Linked DNA regions of Sus scrofa: region 2 is linked to region 1. The links are chromatin contacts, called in public Hi-C maps. All regions are on one chromosome and are shown on one strand. Each heading gives the region's core, a stretch centred on a gene start, on an enhancer-like site or on the middle of the called end of the contact. The rest is flanking DNA. Distances are from core to core; before and after follow the strand shown. Region 1 overlaps LYRM7 (complex III assembly factor LYRM7). Region 2 overlaps LYRM7 (complex III assembly factor LYRM7).

Region 1 (3,506 bases), core at 262-2,761:
GTATTTTGGCATTTACTCTAAATGGTATGGAAAACCACCAGAGGGTTTTGAATACAGGAGTAAAATAATCGGACTTTCATCTCAAAAGGACTGCCTCCGTTGAGAACAGAGAAGAGCAGAAGCAGCAGGGAGACCAGAAAAGAGATGACTAAAATAACGCAGGCTAGAGACGATGGCTGCGTGAGGAGGCGGCGGCAGTTGAAGGCAGCATGCCGTGGTTATATTTATTCTTAAAGTCGATTTTAAGGTAAATAAAGGACATGCTTGCAATGACACATTCTTTTGAATTAGGTATGAGAGTATAAGAAAGAGGAGTCAAGAAATTTCGTGGTGACCTAGTGGTTAAGGATCCGGCACTGTCACTGCTGCAGCACGGGTTCAATCCCTGGCCCAGGAACTTCTGCATGCCATGCCACGAGTGCAGCATGCCACCCCCACCCCCCAACACACACACACAAAATTAAGAGGAGTCAGGAATGTTTTCAAGGTTAGAATCAGAGACACAATGATGGAGTTGACATTTAATAAAATGAGAAAACCTGGAAGAGGAACAATCACTGGGGCTGGAAGAGAGGACTGAGGGTGAGGGGTTCATTCTGGACAGGTTAAAGTTGGAATGTCTAATGGGAAACGCTGAGTAGGCAGCTGCGTACAGAAGTCTGAAGCTTAGGGAAGAGAACTAGATAACATTTTCAGTTTAAAATATATGATAATTCTAGCTAGAGGATAGGATGAGATCATAGGAGACTACACATAAATATAGAAGAGCTCTAAACATAGAGCTCTGGGACACTGTCTTATTTTTCAGAAGTTGGGGCAACAAAAAGGAACCAGCAAAAGAAACTGAAAATAACCATCAGTGTCCCAGCAACAAAGAAAGGCTTCAAGGAAGAAAAAATTATCAACCACTTCAAAGGCTTCTGCTGCTACCGCCAGTGAGATTAGGAATGAAAAGTGACTAGGGAATTTATCACCAAGGAAGTCATGAGTCAGTAATCTCAGCAAGAGCTGTTAAGGTTGCATGGGAGAGACAAAAAAGAAAAACCAAATGAGCGGAACCTAGACACACAGAGAGCTCTGGTGACCAGGAACAACTCTTCTGAAGAGCAGTAGCTGAAGAAAGATGTGGTACTGGGGGAGACGTCTGCTTTTTTGTTTTTTAGATGGGAGATATTTCAACCTATCTATATGCTGACAGGAATAATCCAGGACAAAAGGGAAGCACTGATAAGGCAACTCACTGGCAGGCAGGGAGAACGGGATGAATCCTGAGGCAACACAACGCCCCTGACAGACGGGCAACAGAACCAAGGGCAAGAGTGGAGGTGGCGGTCATAGGTAGGAAATACAGGGAGTATGGGTACAGAAGTGAGGAGATATGCAAAAGTTTTCTCTTGATGGCTTTCGTTTTTAATATACAGGAAACAAGGTCATCAGCTGAAGATGAAAAGACGCAACAGAGGTTTGAGGAAAGAAGTGTAAAAAAGTCATTCAGAGAAGGGGAAGAGTGATTCAGCCAGGGGTTAACTGATACTATGATTAAAGGACTGTGGACAGCACAAAGTACCCTCCTTGGCCAACATGAAGGGACAACAGATAAGCCTGGATACGTCTTCCAGGACTCAGGCTCCATTGTCAGCTACTGGCTGGACCAGATGGAGAACTGGAATGGGGGTGAGAGGGTGGGGAGAGGGCAGTTACCTGGTAAGATTATGAAGCACTAAAAGAGAACTGAGGCTGTCTAAGAGGAAGAAATTTCAACGTGGCCTGTGGATTCACAGCAGGGTAAATCCTCAAGTAAGGATATGTTGGAAGGAGGGCTTGGGACAGTAAAAAGGGGTTAGAAGCAAGGGATTGTAGGTGTCAGACAAAGAAGTACAGTTCAAGTGTGGGTCCTTGACTGAAGGACCTGGAAAGATAGGAAGTTAAGGCCCTGGTGGAATGTTTCAAACTGTATCCTACAAAATAAAGTACAGGCAGGTCTGGTTAAAATGTAACCAAACTACCTTAAAGACTAGAGCAAAACCTCTCCCTGGGCAATGTGAGCCTGCAGATGAGGGAAACTAGAATACTAAGGGACCACAACAGAAGAATTATATAACAGGAATTGTAGCTGGAGGTTCCCAGGCATGAAATCTTCAAGAAAACCATTCCCAACACTCCTGGAGAGTCAGCTTTGAACAATCTGTCCATTTCCGAGGCATAGTTGCCAGATCACAATAGAATGAGGCATATTAAAACAGTATCTTGGAGGCATTCTCTTGTGGCACAGAGTTAAGGACTGTCACTGCAGCAGGTTGCGGCAGTGCTGTGGCACAGGTTCAATACCTGGCCCAGGAACTTCCACATGTCACAGGCACAGACCTCCCCCACTGCCACCACACAGTGTGTATGAACATATGTGTGTGTATGTGTGTGTACACACACACATATATATCCCCCGCCCCCCAAGCCCCTTTCACCAACGAGCTGTACTCTGGACAGGTGAATCCAAAAGTATACTAAAGAGGAGCTGCCAAAGTAAAAAGAGAAGCCTATCAGGACTCTTTCTTCTAAAGCAGGCTTCTTGTTCTGAAGCAGTTCTGAGCTACAAAAATTCTAAACTGTGTGAAAGTTTGAACACTGATTATTATTCCAAACTGTACCTTCTAATGACTAAAATAAGACTCTGAATGTTCAATGAGCAAAACGCTTTTTACCACCTAAAAGTAACTGGAAAAGCTAACTGACCTTCCTAAGAGCTGGAGAAGCAGGGCAAAAAAAAAAAAAAAAAAAAAAAAAATCTATAGGGAGACTTTGAAGGTACATTGCAAGAAAGAGAGCTGTTTTCTGCTTAAACCTTATCCATTCCCATCCAATGAACACATCAGTTCCACAAATAGCCATGGGTTCCCACCATGTATTAGGTACAAAATATATACGATGTTCAATACACAAAAAAATTCACCTTTGCTATACTCAGCAAAAAAGTGAAAGTATATTAAGTCAAATGAAACAAAATTATTGTGTTTTAGTAGGAGATGTTTACAAAATTTAATTGCAAAGGTTTAATAAGAAATATTATGGTACTCCCTGGTGGCTCAGTGGGATAAGGATTTGACTTTGTCACAGCTATGCCTTAGACCACTGCTGTGGCACAGGTCCCATCTCTGGCCTGGTAACTTCCGCAAGCCTTGGGAACGGCCTAACAAATAAATAAATGAACAACAACAAAAAGAAATCTTAGCATGAATTTCTAAGTGGGTAAGCCACAAAATGCAAACAGTGCTCATCATTCAATCATTTTCAAGCACACCTAAATTTTAACAGAGAGTTCTCAAATGCTCTCTAGGAAAAAGAGGGAGTTTTACTATAATCCGTTTTGACTAGAATACATTTGCAGGTATTTTATAGCATCATGATAAAGACAACTCATTATCAAATTTCTTGGCTTTCAGTTCAGAAACTCCCTTTGGATGGGGTCCTAGAGCAGTTTCAGCTTAATCTTGCTCTGTTCACTATTTGCT
Region 2 (3,411 bases), core at 395-2,894, 98 kb before region 1:
GGCTGCAGATGCAATTCAAGCCTTAGTTTGGAAACATCCATAAGCCATGGGTGCAGCCTTAAAAAGACAAAAAAAATCAAAAACAACAGAACCCACGGACTTTCACACAGCAGTGTCCCTGGCAGGCCCCTGACTCTGTTTGGGCAGAGTGGCACGCGGGGATATCCCCGAATGCAGTAGCCACACAGTGAAGTAATGACATCAGATGAATTCAAGTTTCAAAGTTATTAACTGCACAATGCCTACTTTGATTACTAAGCATACACGTTTGTCCCTGACAGATTCTGCTGGGGATTGACACTATGAAGACCTGCAGAAATAAGGACGGAGTAATCTAGTCCCCCCGGTACAGGTAAATTCCAAAGAACTGGGGGGGGGGGGGTGCTTTCATATTTTGCCTATATAAACCTAATATTTATTCAGTTATCTCTTAAACAAGAACTCCTAAGGTGAAGAGAAAGGGATTGAAGAAGAGAAAATGATCCCTCTTTATGCAACTACCTAATTACAGCTTTCTAGGTCAGTTTTCCATGAGGCCCAGGTCCTGCATGAAGTACGAGTCTGACCAGATATAACTGTTAGGGCTGAAATGGACATAGGATTTACCGTTTTCATGAAAAAACATACTACTAACTGGCTTAGCACTACACCCTCATGTGGAAGGAAAAGCATCTACAGAAGGACAATTGGTGAAATAATCATTTTGGAACCTGAGCCAAAGGTTTCTCACCAACACCTGAAGTCACCGAATAGGCAACAACACAGCCAGGTCAACTGTAGCTCTTGGCAACTTCCATTACGAAGAGGCCCAATGACTCTGGAGTCCACAGTTTGGAGTCCAGGCCAGAAGTTCAACAAACTGCTACTGGAAACAACTGGATACCATAATACTAAACATAAACAAGTGAAAACGAAATGAGTACACCAAGAAATGAGCCACTTCTAAGACCGTGATGCTCAGAGTCCGATCGGATGAGGGTATTACACACACTCAGATACACAACCACACACCTGTTCACAATCCCAGGTCCTCACTCTCAAATAAATACATTGAACATTTACAACAGAATGAATGCCTTATGAATGCAAGCTTTTCTGTTACTGTAATTCTAACTGAATAAAAATCACACTTCTAAAATAAGCTACAAGTTGCCTTTTTTGTGAAACTGATGTGACTTGGTGCCACAGCCCGCCTCTCTCTAATAGCAGCAGTATCAACAACCCATGGGAGCCAAGCAGTATCAACAACCCATGAAAGTTCGTTCCTTTCCAGCATCCCACGGGTTCCCACACAAGCAACTTCATAAAGCATGCAGATATTTACTCTGCTGGAGTTTCAAATGAAGAGCAGTGATCACTGTGCTTATACCTTCCAAAATATACATAAACGGTGACAAATGAACATGTAATAGCACGTCTTTGCTTACCAACGAAATCATAAGGCAGAGGGGGTGGCGGTGGAAAGAGAAACGTTAAAAATGGGGAGAAAATGCAAAACAGTGCTAGTAGCATTCACAAAAAAGATCATGCTAAAATCAGATCCATATTGATAAAAATTAATAATTAAGCCACAATCCAAAGAACTCTGTCCATGAGTCCAAAGGCATGCACGCCAGCTGAAGGAAAAGCAGGATTCTTCTGACAACAGTTTCTTCAGAGCAGAACAGTAACTTGTCACTGGAGTAATCACAGCAGGGTGAACAGGGTGCCAGCACACAGTTCTTTTTTGTAATTGAAGAGGAAAGAAAAGCAATCACGACAAAAAAAAAAATTAAACAACAGTGGAAACAACACAGAAATTCACAATGACCTATAAAACCGAAAGGAAAATCCAAATTATTCTCATACCTTTTTCTAAGTTAGCTTTTTACTGAAAGGGGTATAATGACAGATTTAGCCATGATCGTGTTTAATATAAAATGACTACACATGGGATTTCCTGCAGTATCAATGCTCAATAATTTCACTCATGTTTAAAGGACACATAAGAAACATCTTGTCACCAGAATCTCAAAGGCTCCCCACCACAAGAGGTCTCAAAGTACTTAAGTTTCTCATAAGCAAAAGAATAACCTGAAACTAATTATTCCAAAGGCAGTAACTTCCGATGACCATCGTGAAGCCAATTAGAATATTTCTGCCTTTTAAATAGTACATTTACAATTTTTTTTTTTTTACAAATGAGAGCAAGATGTTTTTTAACCCTGAGGCTGAACTAAGCCTCTCTCGGGGAGGTTCCGGCCTGAGCTGAGGTACTCACCGGAGGAGGATCCGGGGCTATCCTGCCTTCGTGTCCACAAGCTGCATCTGCACATTGGCAGCCATGCCGCCCCCGTAGCCTCCTTTAGACTGCATCTGGTTCTGGATGGAGCTGACCTGAAACAGGACAAAAACAGAACCAAAGTCAGGGGCTGACTGCAACTAAGCAATTCTTGTCTAACATTGTGCCTGGGCTGCTTTTTCCAGAAGGGTATTTACTTTTTATAGGAAAAAAAATTTCTTTTATAGACTTACAAGTGTTCTCATTATAAGGAGAAATGGTGAGGCTATTGATGGAAGCATTTCTCTTTTTTTGGTACAACGCCCTTTCCCTGCTACTTTCTCCACTTCCCAATTTCAAAAAACTGGGAAAGATCAATTCAATGTTCTGTTCCTCAGCCACCCTAATTTACAAACACCTCACACAGAGGATCACGCAATTACATGGATTAGAATCAGATAAAAAAAAAAACGATGGGAGCCCCCCGGTGGCTCAGCAGGTTAAGGATCTGGTGTTGTCATTGCATTGGCTTCAGCTGCTCCTGTGGCATGGGTTCGATCCCTGGCCATGGCTGAAAAAGAAAAACAAAAAAATAATTTGGAGCTCAAACAAATTCCCTGCCTCAAGTACCCAGGATGGCACTAAGAGCCTTTGCAACATAAGTAAATTCTCATTTAAAAAAAGCAGTAACAAATATGAATGAAATTAGACTAATGAAAGCTAATTTTTAAAAGTCCATGTGGTAAAATTTACAACTTTAATACAGTTTTGTCTAATTAAGCGAAAAATAGCTTAAGAACCCACAGACTTGGATTGTGGCCCAGACTGATTTATTACTGTTTTCACTCCGGGTGAACTATTCATCCTCTGTGAACATCAGGCTTCTTATCCATAAAACGGGTTAATGATGATACTCTCTCTTAACCACCTTACAGGGCTATTTTCTAAGAGATTGAGAGGCATATGAATGCTGGGGTATTCTGTGCTTTGGCTGCAACGAACTTACTTGCAAACTGTGAAGTGCACTTAGTGTATCATATCTTAGTTTATACTAATTAGAAGAATGTGGAAGCAGAGAATAAGAGAATCAAGCTAGACGACAAAGGAGCAACGGGAAGTTGGAGGTGATGGTCTAATGGTCATGCGTCAGG

What was found. A called contact is a pair of places that touch in the nucleus more often than the background predicts.
Region 2: a contact with region 1 is called in a Hi-C map of liver, with 3 times the contacts expected there. The contact joins two enhancer-like sites. A contact is called at or near these places in 8 of 47 Hi-C or Micro-C datasets (alveolar macrophages, brain, heart right ventricle and 3 more) and 2 of 2 datasets of contacts at active chromatin or transcription factors (alveolar macrophages and skeletal muscle).

Annotation. Positions count from the first base shown.
Region 1 is chr2:133,581,611-133,585,116 of Sscrofa11.1, reverse strand. All of the region lies in intron 4 of LYRM7 (complex III assembly factor LYRM7), which reads right to left. The region is part of intron 1 of CDC42SE2 (CDC42 small effector protein 2); the gene reads right to left. Among named protein-coding and RNA genes, the nearest start is that of CDC42SE2, 19 kb to the right of the region's middle. Within about 2 kb of position 1,511, at least 25 of the 83 cell types and tissues checked have an H3K27ac peak or open chromatin away from gene starts, as enhancers often do. A contact at or near this core is called in liver, where this site is marked.
Region 2 is chr2:133,679,369-133,682,779 of Sscrofa11.1, reverse strand. LYRM7 (complex III assembly factor LYRM7) reads right to left here. Exons shown (of 8, transcript XR_002342091.1): 7 at 2,261-2,376; 8 at 1-1,721. CDC42SE2 (CDC42 small effector protein 2) reads right to left here. Exons shown (of 6, transcript XM_005661625.3): 5 at 2,261-2,376; 6 at 1-1,721. The coding sequence ends at 2,278. LOC110259698 reads left to right here. Exons shown (of 6, transcript XR_002342086.1): 6 at 1-998. Among named protein-coding and RNA genes, the nearest start is that of CDC42SE2, 120 kb to the right of the region's middle. Within about 2 kb of position 1,644, at least 5 of the 83 cell types and tissues checked have an H3K27ac peak or open chromatin away from gene starts, as enhancers often do. A contact at or near this core is called in liver, where this site is marked.